Linked DNA regions of Mus musculus: region 1 is linked to region 2. Evidence: chromatin contacts called from public promoter capture Hi-C data. All regions are on one chromosome and are shown on one strand. Each heading gives the region's core, a stretch centred on a gene start, on an enhancer-like site or on the middle of the called end of the contact. The rest is flanking DNA. Distances are from core to core; before and after follow the strand shown. Region 1 holds the start of Tmem130 (transmembrane protein 130). Region 2 overlaps Pms2 (PMS1 homolog2, mismatch repair system component).

Region 1 (3,083 bases), core at 444-2,943, 830 kb after region 2:
AGGCCTTTTCGTGCAGGCAGTCAAAAAAATATTTGCCAAGCACACCTCTGATGGTCTGAATAACTCAAAAATCCACTTGTCTCTGCCTCCTAAGTGCTGGGATTAAAGAGGTGATGTGAGGAGGACAAATAATGAGTTCAAAGCCATCCTTAGCTACATAGCGAGTTCTAGGCCAGCCTAGGCTATATAAGTCCCCATCTCAAAAAAAAAAAAAAAAAAAAAAAAAAAGGGACTGGATTGGTGACAGGTACGCATAATCCCAGCACTGGGAAAGCTGGAGAGGTCCCGTTAGAGGCCAGCCTGGGCAATTCCTTGTCACATCATAGAGTGTGACATGGTGGCACATGCCTTAACCCCAGTGACTGGGAGCCTGAGGTAGGTGGATCTCTGGATTCAAAGCCAGGATGGTCTACAGAGTGAGCTCCAGGTCAGCCAGGGCTACACAGAGGAACCCTGCCTCAAAACAAACAAACAAATGGTTGTGTGTTCCTTATAATTTAAATCACATAACTTCAAGGCACATACAACCTAATGGACCAGGGTGTCCATTTCTAGATGAGTTCCAGGACAATCAGGGCTATACAAAGAAATCCTGTGTTGAAATACAAATAAATAAATATATATATATATACTTGTGTATTTCTTGAAATTAAATCACATAACTTCTAGGCACATACAACCTAATGGACCAGGGTGTCCATTTCTAGATGAATTTTATGGTGGATTTCTAGGAGAGGGGTTGGGGGTGGGGAGTGGGGGTAGGGTGGGGGGTGCTGCAGGTGATTTTAAAAATGCAAAATTCCCACAAAATCCTCGAATTCTCGAATTGATTCTAAAAACGCAGGTTTTTGTTTTTTTTTTTTTTAATTTAAATTTACTTCATGGTTCCCGCTGTTGTCACAAATCTACGCCAGGCCCCCTCTTCCCCCCACTACTCTTTGAATGGGCTGTGAAAAATGACTTTTTTTTTTTCTTTTTCTTTTTACAGCTGCTCACCGGTCTCAGACAATTCTTGAATCCGGATCATTTATTATTCATAAAATGGGGTAGGAAGGTTGCGTTGCTCTTTTCATCACGGAGAGATGGGTGCCTGGTGAGCCTTGGAAAAACCTGTCGGCTCAGGAGCCCCCCTTTTTAAAAAAAAAAAAATCATTCCCAGGGAGGAAATGGCAGACTGGCTCTGTGGACTAGTACCCGTGCCACCCCTTAGCCAACGTAATCACGGTAGAAATCTCTAGAAAAAGGTTACATCTTATAGCAAAAGCGCTACCCCATGCAGGCAAGGGGGCGGTTCCCCCTGGGGATGGCTGAGGCGCGATGGCCTCTCTCAGCCCACCGGGGCTTCCCTGCATGCATCCATTCTCCCTGCTCCTCCCCTTGTAAGTACCAGTCTTGAGCATCGGGATGGATGCACTTCCCAGGGCAGAGTGATGGAGGTAGGCATCGAAGGGGAGCAGGGAGACACCCCAAGTGCCTGCGTGACTTCTGGGCAGAGGGGCAGAACGCACCGAGTCATCTCGGTAGCTTAGGTTCTGGACAGTACTGGACAGCTCCAGGCAGGCTCTGACTTACCTGCCGCCACCCTCGCCGGACCCAAGAGCAGGAGGCAAGCGAACCAGAAGACGAGGACGTCGGTGGCCTTGGCCATGGCGAAGCGTGGATACCGAGGGGCGCGGGGAGGATGCTCAGGGAGCTGGGTTGTAGCTCCGCAGTGGCGGCTCCGTCTGGTTGTGCGTGGAGACGCAGCGCTCGCCTGTCCCCGCCTGCAGCCACCTCCGCCCACACAGCCCTCCCCGAGAGTCCCTCCCCTCTAGGGATCACAGAGGCCATCCTTACCTCACCAGGTGCGCATGCTCCCTCCAAGCATCGTGCTTCCGTAGGTCCCAGAGCCATCTTTCCAGAGATAAGGTCTCTTCACTGAACCTTTAGCTCACCAAGTTAACAGACCGACGATCAAGGAGCCCCGGGAATCTGCCTACCTCCATTCCCTCCCAGCGCCGGGGCCTCAGATGCTCACCACGCCGCTTGCCTTTTACATAGGTTGCTGTGATTCGAACTCAGGTCCTAAAGCTAGCGCAGCAAACAACCCACCAAGCCTTCTCCCTAGCCCTTAATCTCTTTCGCTGTCCTAAATTTTCACTACTTGGTATACATTTTGTACTTCCAGAACATCTACATTCAAACTATCCACAGTTCCTCGGGGATATATGCACAGACTTAGCTGTTGTTGACTAATTTTGTTTTTTGTTTTTTTGTTTTTTTGCTTCTTGTGACAGGTTTTCTGTTGCATATCTAAGGCTGGCCCAGAACTCACTTTGTAGCCGTTGTATAATTTTCTTCTTAGGAGGTCGACCAGGCCCCTCCCTCCTACCAAGGTCCAGACAAAGTTTTTCTTTGCATGGGGTCGGTTCCCCCTCAACCCCTTCCCCACCCCAGCTTCTGTTAACCTTCTACAATCTATAGACTGTAGTACTTCCCAGGGCCACAGAGCCCACAGACAATGAGGGCAGAGTTGCATACAGCTGGCTGAGAGGTTCAGGAGGGAGCAGCTGAGAGAACAAAGGAGAGTCCAGAGAGTGATCTTTCCGATTCTTCTTCCATGAGGGAACCTCAACAACAAACAAGTCTTGGAGGTCACCAGCAGGTAGTTGCAGCTTCTCTGATAAAAATAACGACTGCTAAGCTCAGCAGACCCAGCGATAGAATATAGGTTATGGCTAATAGAACCTCATTCATTTTAGCAGTGGCCTGTTTGGGCTAATTTAATTTTTCTGCGCAGTAGACAGCTCATGCTTATTTATCCATCTACCTAGCTCTGTACATGTGTGTATGTATATGTGTGGAGTTGAATGCATGCTATGGTGAATGTGTGGAGGTCAGAAGATGACCTGCAGGAGAAGTGTTTCCCCCTCTACTACTTGGGTCTCAGGGATTAAACTTGGGTCCTGAGGCTGGGCTGCAAGCCTGCCAACTCATCTTGTTGACCCCCTTCACCGATTTTTGTTCATTATGACCTTTTGAAAGCAGGGTATTCTGTCTGCTGGTGCTAGCAAGCTGGTATAATTGTATCCCTTTTGGTCACA
Region 2 (3,467 bases), core at 195-2,694:
GTGAAACTCAGGCTTCTCTTGACTCGTTTTGTCACCAAGGTTGGCCTAGAACTGAGCTTGCCTCCACGGCCCAAGAGCTGGGATCCCAGGTGTGTGTCACATATGCCCACATTAAAAAAATATGGTCTTTTTTAATTAGCAGCTCTCAATCCCGACTCATGAAATTTAAGAACAAAGGACTTCTTTACCTGGTTGGAAAGAAATTGCTGACTAGGATTGGGATGCCTTTGGAGTGGGTAGAAAGGGATGAGACGGGCTTCCAGCCCTGGCTGATCTGGAACTTGCTATTTAGAGCACCCCAGCTTGAACTCATATTCCCCTGCCTCTGCCTCCTGAATTCTAGGATTAAAGTCACGAGCCACCACACCTAGCTTGGGGTCACTATTTTTTAACTGTTCCTCAGTGCAGCTAGAGTGGAAAGTTCCATTCCAGGCAAGGGCTGGGCCGAGGCAGGGAGTAGAAGATAGTCTGTGCCGTAGCTCAGTGCTGTAATTTGATTTCCTTGGGGTGTGAACTATGGGTTTTTTGTTCTGTTTCTGTGGAGTCTTGTCCATTGGAACTGTGTGAGAGATAGAAATTACAATGCCTCCTGTGAAGTCCAGGCGGCAGTTAGGAAGAGTGGTGACTGGCATGGGCAGTTGCCCCTCCAGCTTCCTCTGTGCTGTGGGCCTCCTGGAGAAGAGGAGGTGCCATGGTTCATGTGTGCCGAGGTTGTAAAGGCTTAGCTACCTGCATTTGTTAATGTCAAAGTCCATGCTACTGCTGGGTAGAGTGGCACAGACCTGCAAGTTCAAGCACAGCAGAGGCAGGCTGAGGCCATCCTGGGCTGCTCCATAGTCCCAGGCCAGAGAGGGTTACATACCAAAATTCTGTCTCAAGACACACACTGCTAGTCCAGCTCCAACCACAGGGTCTCAGAACATTCACAGGAGCACTGCAAGTTGGGGTGGTACAGTAATGCCCCCTCAAAAGAGTCTGCTTCTCATCACCAGAAGCTGTGACTGTTACCTTATATGTGACAAAGGGGACTCTTGAGATGGGATTAAGGAGCCCAGTAATGGGGAGATTGACCTGTGCAGTCTGAAGGGCACTGTCCGTCACATTAGTTCTTCAAAGTAGAGGACAAGTATACTGACTCTTCCTGAACCCTCCAAGTAAGCCAGGCCTGCAACTTACCGCTGATAGACTATGGCTTCAAGCCACTGTTTGGTGGAAAACAAAAGCTTATGTTATTCTATTTTATGGTGAAGAAACCTGCTGAGGGAGGTCACATGGTTTGCAGTTAGATCGGGAAAATCCAGGTCAAGTACATCCTGCTCCCTTGCCTAGCCAGTTCCTCCCTTCTTGGATGCATTACAGCTTTGTACTGGTACCCGCGGCCCCTTTAAGAGGACAGGAGGCGGGGCTTGTTTCAGTTGCTTAGAGACCACCTAGCTCCCAGGACGCAAAGTCTTCCTTAATAATGCCACTTTGGGATCTGCAGGCCTGGCCAGAGCAGGTGGGTGAGCACCCTAAAGTAGTCCTGTGTGTATAGCAACAACGTAAAGACCTGGGCCAGTTCCCTTCTTAGCCTCCCAAGACTCGAACACGTGCTTGATTGATAAAGGGACCCTGCGGAAGGGTGGAGTGGTGCTGGGACCCTCGCCCAGAGAAAAGGCCTGTTTGGCCTTGGGTGCAATAATGCTGTGACTTCCTTAAGAATGGGGTCGGGGTGGGGTCATCACTATAAGAAACGAGCTAGTTTTATCTGTAGTTTGAATTTCACTAATAGAGGACCAGAAAACCTAGAGTAAATGGTTGTTCAAGTTGAGAGTGGAGAGCAGCTTGGGCTGGCTTGGCTGATATTCATCAGGCCCTTGGACGAGTGGGCGCGCAGGGGTTGGAGAAGCTCAGAGGTGGGATTGAGCATGCCTAGCAGCGGCAGGCATGGAGTGCCACACTATCCACCCCCAGGGGGCACGAACCTGGACCAGATTTCTTTCCACCCCAGGATTTCTTTGCATCTTGCTTGCCTAATGCAGTAGGACACCATGGCCGAGATCTGTTTCCGAGTGGCATGAAAAGCCCTGGCTTTGGCCCTCTGCCCTCAGCTCCGAAACTCATCCGGTCTCTTCCAGCCCCAGTAGTGATGAGAGCGGCTGGGTCATGAAGCTCTACCACAGGACTACTCTCGAGTTTCCCACTTGACTCCTTTTCCCAAGAAATTGTTGTAACTCTGGCTTTAGTATATACATAGGTATACACAACAATATTTACTGATAATAGTAAAATATACTTCTTAAACAATTTTGGGATACATATAAAATTTACCCTTTACTAAATAAAGCAAACTTGTGTACTAAGGAAATTATGTGCTTATTTATTTTTTAAGGTTTATTTTTCACTTCTATTTATGAGTGGGTATATAAATATTCCCATTTGCAGGTACCCACAGAGGCCAGAAGAGGGTGGTAGATACTCTAGAACTGAAGTTACAAGTGGCTGTGAGTCACCAAACATAAATGCTGGGACCTGAACATGGTCCCTCTGCAAGAGCCCCAAGTGCTCTTAATGCTGGACCCCAAAGCTTCATTTTTTTTCATTTTATTTATTTAATGGGGTGTGGAGTAGCTAGTGTACCGCCTGCACATATGGAGGTCAGAGGACAGCTTGCAGGGATCGGTTCTCTTCCTTCACCATGTAGATTCCAGGAATTGAACTCAGGTCATTAGGTTTGAGGCGACATGGCTTAACCTAAGTCATTTTGCTGGTCTGCTTGTTTATATTTATGTAAAATTAATTCCTGGGGATATAGAGACAGCTTAACAGTTGCTTAACAGTGCCCATTATTTGATCGTGATGGCACACACACATAGAAATTAATTTTAAAAATTTAAGGTATACAGTAGTGGCACATACCTTTAGTCTCAGTACTAGAAAGGGAGAGAGGCAGCCAGATCTCTGAGTTTGACACCAGCCTGCTCTACAGAGCAAGTTCCAGAACAGCCAGGACTACACAGAGAAACCCTGTCTTGAAAAAAAACCAAAAGTTTAAAACAAACATTCTAAAGCCATCTATACAGAGATATACACACAGGAATGTCAGTAGGAACAGAATGCCTTTGTTTTCTGTAGTTAAATCATATTTCTATAAAAGTAGGATACTGTACAGTAGAAGCCCTACAAGTCATACAATGTAGCCGTCTTAAATCTGAGCAGAGACGTTTCAGGCATGGCATGGCATGGCATGATGGCATGCACGGTACAGAATACACATGTCATGTGTGAAGAATGGACATGGATTTGGAGCAAAGGTTCAGCGTTTTTAAGATATTGTTCTTCCAGAGGACCGGAGTCCAGTTCCCAACACCCACATCAAGTGGCTCACAGTCACTTATACTTCAGATTCAAAGGATCCCAACCCCTCCTTTGGGACCTCTGAGGGCATTACAGTCACATGCACATACCCTCAAACAGACACATGCATA

Evidence for each region. Promoter capture Hi-C pulls out the DNA fragments that hold promoters and counts their contacts.
Region 1: a promoter capture Hi-C map of neural stem cells shows a contact between it and region 2. The contact joins the promoter of Tmem130 here to the enhancer-like site in region 2. A contact is called at or near these places in 6 of 39 promoter capture datasets (cranial neural crest, hippocampal neurons, liver and 3 more) and 4 of 115 datasets of contacts at active chromatin or transcription factors (bone marrow-derived macrophages, embryonic forebrain, forebrain and 1 more).

Annotation. Positions count from the first base shown.
Region 1 is chr5:144,759,885-144,762,967 of GRCm38.p6, forward strand. It overlaps Tmem130 (transmembrane protein 130), which reads right to left and starts at 1,694. Exons shown (of 8, transcript NM_177735.4): 1 at 1,573-1,694. The coding sequence starts at 1,648. It overlaps Gm38739 (a long non-coding RNA gene), which reads left to right and starts at 1,731. Exons shown (of 3, transcript XR_868688.3): 1 at 1,731-2,644.
Region 2 is chr5:143,931,622-143,935,088 of GRCm38.p6, forward strand. Pms2 (PMS1 homolog2, mismatch repair system component) reads left to right here. Exons shown (of 15, transcript NM_008886.2): 15 at 1-135. Among named protein-coding and RNA genes, the nearest start is that of Pms2, 23 kb to the left of the region's middle. Within about 2 kb of position 1,445, at least 34 of the 459 cell types and tissues checked have an H3K27ac peak or open chromatin away from gene starts, as enhancers often do. A contact at or near this core is called in neural stem cells, where this site is marked.